2 separate regions of the Gossypium hirsutum genome follow, and region 1 is linked to region 2. A link is a contact called in public Hi-C data. All regions are on one chromosome and are shown on one strand. The core of a region is the stretch at or near the end of the contact, and the rest is flanking DNA. Distances in the headings are between cores, read along the strand shown. Region 1 holds the start of LOC107886369 (serine/threonine-protein kinase rio1). Region 2 holds the start of LOC107886242 (COMM domain-containing protein 9).

Region 1 (4,903 bases), core at 1,325-3,824, 230 kb after region 2:
GTCGAATAACTCTCGGATTGTCATGACAGCTACACCATGTTTTTTAAAGAAATCCTGCACCAGGCAATGACTGATTAACTCTTACAGTCACCCTGTTAGTCAATGTTACAATCTCACATCCAATAAATATTAATCATACAAAAAGAAAAAGTGACAAACAAAAAATTTCTAAAGAGAGAAAATAAACATACAGAAACGTGAATACAATCTTCACGTAAAAAATCCAGGGCATGTGGGTGGTCAAGATCAACCGCTTGAGAAACGTCAATTATGTATAAGTGACCCTGTAAAGTGGAAAATTTTCAAATGAACAAAAGTTAACTTAGAGATCCCTTTTTCCTCTTTGCCTATTGTTTTTGCTAAGAAGATAGCCAGATCAAAGCACAAAGAAAATTGTTTTCAGTTGCAAGGAATTGAAAAAAGTTAGCCATCACCTCATAAAATAGTATGTTATATTCACTGAGATCTCCATGTACTAGTTTGCATTTCTGGTATAATGTCCGCATTGCTACTATCATCTAGGGAAAATAGCCAAGAAGTCAGCATATAGAGAAAAAAAAAGAAAACTACAGTAATATAACTTATAAACTTTTGAGTAGCTCAAGATAATGTGACCGTAGCTTAACATAAGGACACACCTCCACATAACATTCACGCAACTTGTCTAAAGATAATGCCGCAACTTTAAGACGAGGCGCAGCCCAACCAGCTTTTCCTGTAACATAGTTTTAGCAGTTAGTACCCAAAACTCGTACAAAAGCATTAAAAAATGTAAAACCATTCTCTATGTCCTGATCATTGAAGAGAATTAAAGCAATAATAATTAAAAACTCATACTACCTATGAATTCCATGACAAGCACATGAAGTCTCAAAAGTAATGGAGTTGGGCATCTAATTCCTGCAGCCTTAAGCCTGCAACTCAAAACAAACATCTCCACTCATGAAAAAGCAAGCAAAACGATGCACACATAATTAGTCATGTATATCTGTTCACAGAATCAAAGGTAAACGGGAAATAATTAAAATCTTGTTTTACCTCATAAGATTCCTCATTTCTTTCTCAGCCCATGTCTTCACCATTTTTCTAGGATTGTGCTTACAATAACCATATCTGAACCGGTAATCACCTTGTACATATCGATCTCGATCCCTTGAGTTATTATCAGAAACCAATTGATTACAATTTTTAACATGCAAAAATTTTGGCATGAAAACACGGGATCTAATATTGTAGAAAAATAAAATACAACAGCAGATCTCACAAAGTGATATGCTACATCAAATAAGGAATAGAAGACCACAAGTGCAAGCTAACATCTATGATGAAATCAAGAACATTCATCCAAAAACAATACCACCAAATGGAAAGGAACAATTATGCTTACATCCAGTGCCCTCATCTCACCAATTCTTCACTAATTCTTAACACATTAAAAGGGGGAATGTTCTATAATGTTGGGACAAAATTGAAAAGGTTTGAAGTCTAATTATCTAATCAAAACACCACTTACTTGAAAACCAAAACAGAAGTTTTATATACTTTGATTGCTAGTTCCTGACCATCAGATTTTGTTGCATGATATACATTTGCCTGTTCAAAGAACGAACTAAATATCACGTGATTTCATCAGACTATGATTTTACAAACTGAAGCATGAACAATTAACATCTAACAATAACATCACATTACATACTTCTTTTCCAGTTGAAATGCAGCCGTTGATATCATGAAACACACCGCGGTTAAGCATTTTAAACAGAACCATACGAGTTCTTGGATCAATAGCCTGCAGAACAACTTCATGATGAGCTCAATCTTCCAAAATACTAGTAACTAATAAGAAAAAATCATCAAAATATTCAGAGCAATCAACTACGAGTAATTTCACCTGCTCAACAGTTGCACGATCAGCTTTCTCAGTAGTTTTAGTTTTACCAATGGCCATTTCACGAACACTTTCACGAATTGCAGTTGTAACCGAGTTCGACATTCCAACATTTATCCTCCCTTCCCACTCCTACACCATTCATTCAGTAATCCAATTGGAAGAAACAAAATAATAATAATAATAACAATAATAATAATAATAATAAGCTTAAATGATCGTGACAATGTATTTTTACCTCTAAAGGGGAAGCTCGAATATGATTAGAGAACTTCTGGTTACGGTTGGAGAGAGGTTGAAGAGCGGACGAATTAGGCCTAGAGTGAACACCGCCGTGAGCGTTAGGCCGCCTCGACGCAAGCGTGAAAGAACTATCAATGAACTCGTCATCGACCTTGGAATCCAAATAATCCAATGCCTCGACGATTTCAGAATCGGATGACCACGACAAGTCTTCTTCCTCATCTTCATAATCCGCTGCATCGTTCGGTGCTGCTTCTGGTTTCTCTCCCAATTTAGACATCCCCGCCGACATAGCTTTTACGCTTCCAGAGGAAACGGGAAGATTATTGGCGGCAATCGGTTACGGCTTTAAAACCCTAAAAATGGAGGAATGAATTCCCTCTTCACTTGAATGGGCTGACCGGCCCATGCGAAATCTTCGAGCGGGACTTTTCGGTTCGGCTTTTCTATCCAGACATTTTAAAAAATAAAAGAACTTAAACAATCCCTCAAAATTAAATAAAATAGTCCCTCTCAAAACAAATTGAAGCAATTTAATCCTTAACAATTTTAAAAGTGAGCAATTAAGGGTAATTAATCTCAAAATTAATATATTTCCTCAATTGTACATAATTTTAATTGTTATAATAATAAATTTAGCCTTTAATATTTACATATTTTATCATTTTAGCATGAATTCTAAAAAATTCAACAAATTCGACCTCAACATTTATACATTTACATAAAAGCGAGATAAATTTGTTATATTATGATCAAATTTTAAATACTTATTTTAAAAATCATTTGCTTTTTAGGATTATTTATTTTTTAAAAATATTTGTTGACGTGGGAAACATTAACATGATATGATATACACATAGATGCCATGTGTCTTCGTCCGATTGTTCCATCAGTCACGTCAAAAAAACTTAATGGTCATACTTGGTCAATGTTAACGGAAGGCTTGATTGATTAATTTTTCCCCTTTAAGAGCTAAATTGATTAATTTTTCATCATTAAAGGCTTAGTTAAGTGCAAAATTTTTCATAAGGACTTGATTAAATTTTAAATTTTTTGTTGAGGGCCTTTTTTACTATTAAGCCATTGAATAAACTTGAAAAGACATAATTAGTAGGAACCATAAGTATGGTTGAATCCAAAAAATCTAAAGTAACTTTATTCCTTCAACTAAAACAAATAAAATAAAGAAAAATTCAAAAATTAAAATTAAGATTTAGAAAAAGCAAAGAAAGCAATAATTAAAATTTTAGAAAAAATCAATGAGATAAAACTATAGTCAAAGTAAATTCTTTGTTTGATTAAAGGTTTGATTATTGATACAAAGATAAATTTAAGTATCTTTTAATAAATTAGTTATAAATGCCGATGATCACCTAGTAACTTAATTTATTCATACTTTCTTGCTAATCAAGATAATTGTCATTAATTATTTCCCTTATTGACAAACAATCCTATAACAATCGCTTAGGAATTTAATTTATCAATATCCTTGAGAACGAAAGAGGCTCAATAGTAACTAAGAAATGCATAATCAAGGTTTATTTAAGTTAGATTGTATACTCACACTACACATATAATCATATAGTTGTCACAAATATTAGAAATCAATCAATCGACTAATTATTTAATTGACAAAACAATTATTTTAAGCTATCAAATATTGACTGAATAGTTAACAAACCTGAACAATTGTAATTAAATCATAAGACATATAAACACCAAAGAGCAAAGAAAGGTTCAAAGCAATTTGATCTTACAAACTTGTATAATCAAATTCTGAATATTACTTCAACTAGAAAAAAAGAGTTTAACAAGCCATAAAGAAAATAAAATGCAAAATCAAATAAAGTTCGAGATATCCCTGTCTCCCCTAGTAGTGTATATTTATAGGGTAGAAATAATATAATGGAGAAAATACAAAATTTTTCTTGAATACATAAAGCAATTTTTTTTCTAGGTTTTTCGGTAATTTTCGTGTCAAATTTTCATACCGTTTTTGGTAGGGGTAAGCAAAATCTGGTTCAATTCGAAAAACTTGATAAAATTTTCAAATTTTGAATTAAATAGTTCGAGTTGTTTGAGTTAATCAAGTTATTTTGATTAACTCGAATAAAAAATTAAGTTTTCCGTTTTAACTCGAATATGAATTACAAAATTCGAGTTATCCAAAAATCCAAAAAAGAAAAGGCAAAACTACACCATTTTAATAAATGTTTACATTTTCTAAAGTTAAAAGTCAAAATCATTAAGTTAGGCAAAACTACATTGTTTTGATAAATGTTTACTCATTAAGTTAAAAGGTAAAATCATTATATTGTTTATATAGTTAAATAATTTTATACTTTGTTTACTAGTTAAATAATCGGTTCATGTAAACACAATATTAAGTATAAATAATAGGATTCACTAACTCGACTCGACTTGACTTAAAATTTTTTGATTTGATTTGATCCGATTAGAAAAAAATTCAAATTGAGTTTGGTTGCTAAAATAGGATTCGTCAACTCAACTAACTTGAAAATTTTTTACTCAATCGAATATTCACTCCTAATTTTTGGGTGCCTTCCTATAGTTATATTATGAGCACAAAACAGAAGTCCAAATGATAAAAAAACATGTCAAAAATAAAGTGTAAGTTACTTTTTCTCAAATTATTCCCTAGCAGTAATAAAAAAAATATAAATATAAATAATGTAATGGATAACATAAATAGAATAATTCAAGAAAAAAATCACAACTAATTTAAAATTTAGGTACTTTAACAATTATATT
Region 2 (5,377 bases), core at 2,428-4,927:
TACAAACCAGCCATGGAAGCTCCCCTTCATTACGTAAGTGCCTTAAAAGATTCCATGATTCATCCCTATCCTATGTGTAGGGAGATCCATAGAAACCAATAAATCTCCACTGGTTACTGGCATCTGTATCTTCGATTATCACATCAATATGCCATTTTGAAAAACTCTGGAACATAATATTAACATCCCCACGCCATGCTAAACATAATCCTCCTCTAGAACCAATTGAATCAACATCAATACCATTAGGAAAACCACAACTCCTTCAAACTCTTTCCATCTGACTCATTTTAATTTTTGTCTCCATGAAGAAGACCATATGGGGATTGTATAACTTCAGCGGATTCCGAAGTCTTCGAATTGTCCATGGATTCCCCAAACCATGGACATTCCAACTTAAGATTTTTATGGCTTCAGGTTGGCTTGCCTCTTGGCAGCTGCTGATAACAAATGATTAATTTCCAATAATCCCCTATTTCTAACTACCAAAATGTTACTTTCTTCAGTCTCCCCCTAGCTCTCTTTTCCCCTTCCTCTCCTATTAACACATCATCTTCCAAACCATGGTCCACTACAGTTTGGGCTTAACCTGTCAATGAATTTTCCCCTTGACATGAAGAGGACGTTCTTCCTTCCAAATTGAAACCTAAAATAGGGTCAATAACCTTGTTACTCCCTTATTTTTTACCTACTCCCCACCCACTGTTTCCTAGTGTTCGGCCGCTTACTCTGCTTCCACCCAGTACTCCTTCTCCTTCCTCTCGTAGCTAGATGCTATTCATTGCTTGGGCTCTCCGAGATTGTCTCGCAGTGATAAGTCCCAACCCATTTCAGCAATTTCTACCCCTAATGCATCTTTGCTTCACAAAAAGAATCATTATGGCCCAAACGGCCAAAATAGAAACAAAAAAGTGATAATCTTTAATACTTAAATCTAATATTTGATTCTCTTTCACCAGATTCAAGCCATCATACTCCATAAAACTTCCTATGAAATTACCCAATTGCATAGCCAAATTGTCAGAAAAAAACCTATAGGAACATCATGAATTTGTACCTACAAAATGTGTTAAAATTAAAGGAACTTTTAATGGATCCTCCCCCCATTGCAGCTTGTATAACACTAATAAATGATTATTAAAAGTCCATGGCGACCCCTTCAAAATCCTATCCATATTCATAACATGAAAAAATTGAAATAAATACTTTTTCTCCCCCGGATCTCGAATTTGAACACCACGAACAGGATGCCATAGGTTGGCCATAGTGCTATTCATTGCTAGGAAGTGAATAATACTGGCTGTTAAAAAGCATCTCACCAACCTAAAAGTCCCCACTTCTCTTTCCGTGTTCGAATCTACTTGTAGTTGTAAAACTTCTTCTTCTTTTTCATTGAGCGTTAATCCAACAAAATCTATTTCTATGGATGCAGGTAAAATCTCAAACGTACATAACCTTTTTCTAAAGATTAAAGAGGACTTTAAAGATGGTTGCTACCAACAAAACAGAAGACTCAATAAAAACCTAAAAACTTGCCAGAGAAAGCAGAAAGTTGCGTGCTAGGGTAGCAGACCTGTTCTCAACGCTATTTTTAAATAATAAACAATTTCTATATGATACAGAAGACGAAGTATACCATGTTTTCTTTTTCTTATAAGATCTAGCGTTAAGTAAATACTAAACTTACATAAGCAAAAATGTCATATTCTTCATTAAAGTAACTAATGTTATCTTTTCAAAATGAGCTTTCCATTTGAAATCAAGTTTTCTCCTCATGAAACTTTAATTGCAAAAAATTGATCTTGATTTTTTTTTCGGTTTCTTTCAAAAATTTCACCTTTTTAACTTAAGATGAACCCAAACATTTTTGAAGCAAAATTTAGAATATCTCATGGTAGTCTAAATCAAGTTATTCAACCTTCCACTTAAGTTTAATAAGTCAAGCAAAAGACATAAAATTTTGAGTTTTTTATTATTATAAAATTTGGAAAATTTTTTAGGGTTTTAAAAGAAAAAAATTGAGTTAAAAATTGAAAGCTGAGACCTATTACTACTCTGCTATTTAAATCTCCTTTGAGAAGAGATATTGATCTTTTAAAGGTTAAACTTACGTGGTTTAGTTCTATTTTTTTAATTTAATTTAATTTTTTATTTAGCTTTTTATATAATATTACATTATCGGTGTAGAATTGATAATTAGGAAAAAAAATTTACATATTAAATTTTCATTGGTTAGTTTAACATTTACTTAGGGTGTTAACTCCATGTACATAATAATATACATATTAAACATTTTAAAAGTATAAGTATCACATTGAACATATTATAAAAATATAAGTACCAAATAATAGTTCACATACCACATTGAACAATTTCAAAATATATATACCACATTGCACATTTTTTGAAAGTATAAGTACCAAATAATACACAAATTGATTGTTTAGGTATCACATTGTACATTTCAAAGAATAAGTATCACAATGGACATTTTTAAAAATATATGTACCAAATGTGATATTATCCCTTTATTTTAATCCATTTTACATTTTATTACAGTCAGCTCTCTCTGTAACTGTACTCATCCGCTATAATGACCAAGTTTATAGTAAAATCGATTTTTTACATTTTATTTTAACGCTCTGTAACAACTTTTCACTTATAACAATAACAACTACAGTTATAAAATACATTCTTTATTAAATTAGTTTTTTATAACAACATATTATCGAAAATTTTAGCAAAATTATAACTATTTCATATAAACAAAACTTATTAATTATAAATTATTAAAAAAAATGGTCTTAATTAAAACATTATTTCTATAAAATATTTAAATTTTACATGAAAATCCTAATAATAATTTATTAAATGAAAACAATCTTCAATGAGTGGAATTAAATGTATCAATTTAATAATGGATAAATATCAAAACTATACATCAACTATGGTTTAATGTGCAATTGTATACATGAACTTTGATTTTGTGTAGTTTTATACATGAAATTTTGATTTGATCCAATTCTTGTAAATTATATAACACAATTATTGATATAACATTATTTTATGTTTATATATTGCATTCATAAATAATTATATTTATCCAATATAAAAATAAATAGATGTATTTATTTCTTTAAAACATGTATGATTAAATAAAAAATAAAGTTTTAAGTATACATTTGAATCACAATTAAAGTTTCACATGCATAATTGCACAAAATTAAAGTTTATATATACAATTACACATTAAATCAAAGTTCATGTATAATTTTTAGATTTATCCCATTTAATAAACTATTAAGTTCTCTTATTAAATATTCTACTATGAATTTAGATCATTATAAACTTATAAATTGATTATTTGAATTTAAAACTCATGATAAACAAATTAATTTAATTTAATAACACATACCAATTAATTCAACTTGTTCATAATTAATCATATGAAAAAATATAAAATAAAATATGCTTAAAAGTAATAATGCATAAATTTTGTTAATTTAATTCCTCGTTCTTACTACTTTCTTTGATGAAAAATTACATCATGAATTTTGTTGTAAGTTTAGGACTAGAAAAAATTAATTCACAAACAAAATCGGCCCTAAATTGAAAGAAAAGAGAAATTGTTAAGATGGATGGCCTGGCCCATGGAGAGGTTGCCAAGTTGGGCTTCCGGGTTGAATCTACAGTCTCAAGTTTGTCCGGGCATAACTCCCATCGATTTCGAGCGCCGTAGCCTGTGTCGTTAAAGCGAGCAAAATCCGATTCCAACTCTAGGTCTTGTGGGGAGGCTATTTTTAATGACACTTTGCTTACCCGGAAGAGCTTGAGAAGTTAATATCAAAAGTTTGAAGGAGATAAGAGGTACCTAATGGAGCGTACGCTTTGGGGACATCTACCCTTGTTAGTAAGAGCCAACTCCAAAGAATCGGTGGAATATATTCTTCAAACCCTTTGGAGAACCCGGAAGACTGGTCTCGACGCCGACGACCGTCGACTCATCTGCCAAATGCTTCAGCTCCAAAACGAGTCCGACCTTGACCCAGTAATTATCCACTCCCTCACTCAAATGCTCATCGTTGTTAGTAAAGATTATAGTATTTGGTTTTTGCTAAACATTTTGTTGTACTTCCCTATTGCCGTTGTTATTTCTGTAAGATGCTAGCTTTTAACAATAGTACTACTCTTTAACAACAGTGTTGATTAAAGTAGCAAGCAAACTAGTAAGAACAACTTTCTGATTTGATAAAAAGATTTGAAATATTGAGCTTTATTAATTTTCTTATGCTCAATGATCTGTATCTGCTATAAAGAGTTTTGGAGTTCAGTTCTGGTTGTTATATGCTAGAGCTGCACTTTACAGTGATGTTGCTTCCTTAGGCTGTTTCTCACATTTGCTTTCCTAGATTTTGGCTATCTAATTGTTTCCTTTTCGAGTTTAGTTTTTTTTTTTTGGTGAAATTTCGAGTTTAGTTTTGATTGTTGTATGCTGGAGCTGGATCTAACATGGAAATTACTTCCTCTGGTTGTTTCTGGATTTTGCTTTCCCTAGATTTTGGCTATCTAATTGTTTCCTTTTCAAGTTTAGTTTTTTTTTTTGGTGAAATTTCGAGTTTAGTTTTGATTGTTGTATGCTGGAGCTGGATCTAACATGGAAATTACTTCCTCTGGTTGTTTCTGGATTTTGCTTTCCCTAGATTTTGGCTCATATAATTGTTTCTTTCCATCAATGATCTCTAGTTGGTATAAAGATTTCTCAAGTTCAGTTTTAAGTATTATATGCTGAAGCTAGAGACTTAACATGGAAATTACTGCTTCGGGTTGTTTCTGGATTTTTCTTTCTCTGGAATTTGGCTCATCAAATTGTTTGTTGTATCCCTCGATATTCCACTTGTATCAAAGATTTATTCCCATATTGGTTTCATATACTTATGTCCTTAATATTGCAGTTGCTGACCTCGTATTGAGAAAAATATTTTATATAATCTCTCTTCAAATTAGCATTTATGCGTTGTGTGCCCAAAAGGCATAGATCTTTTATCTTATCTGGCTGTTACTTAGTGAGATAAATTACGTATGCTTCTACTCTTCAGCTTCTAGTATGTCTCCGCATGTTAATGCGTAAATGTGTTTATGAGAACATCAGCAAAGATGATATTCAAAAGCTGTTTCCTAGTGAGGTTCTTCCTGAATTACAAAGACTGATGACACTTTTGCTGCAAAAGTTTCAAAGAGAATGGCGTGCAGATGTACACATGGATAAGGTCAGGAATTTTATTTTGCTCTATTTTAGGAATATTTATCCCAAATTTAGTTGGATCATGGATGGTATAGGTAACAATTTTACTTCTTAAATTAATTAAAATCAGGTTTC

The links. A called contact is a pair of places that touch in the nucleus more often than the background predicts.
Region 1: a Hi-C map of leaf shows a contact between it and region 2, with 2.9 times the contacts expected there. The contact joins the promoter of LOC107886369 here to the promoter of LOC107886242 in region 2. A contact is called at or near these places in 11 of 34 Hi-C or Micro-C datasets (callus, fibers, hypocotyl and 2 more).

What each region holds. Positions count from the first base shown.
Region 1 is chrA03:12,386,156-12,391,058 of Gossypium_hirsutum_v2.1, forward strand. LOC107886369 (serine/threonine-protein kinase rio1) reads right to left here and starts at 2,575. Exons shown (of 12, transcript XM_016810297.2): 1 at 2,127-2,575; 2 at 1,892-2,020; 3 at 1,697-1,789; 4 at 1,514-1,593; 5 at 1,039-1,152; 6 at 841-914; 7 at 639-715; 8 at 435-518; 9 at 192-284; 10 at 1-54. The coding sequence starts at 2,423.
Region 2 is chrA03:12,157,930-12,163,306 of Gossypium_hirsutum_v2.1, forward strand. LOC107886242 (COMM domain-containing protein 9) reads left to right here and starts at 3,678. Exons shown (of 5, transcript XM_016810121.2): 1 at 3,678-4,048; 2 at 5,097-5,267; 3 at 5,373-5,377. The coding sequence starts at 3,875. It overlaps LOC107886244 (a long non-coding RNA gene), which reads left to right. Exons shown (of 5, transcript XR_001680672.2): 5 at 1,433-2,638.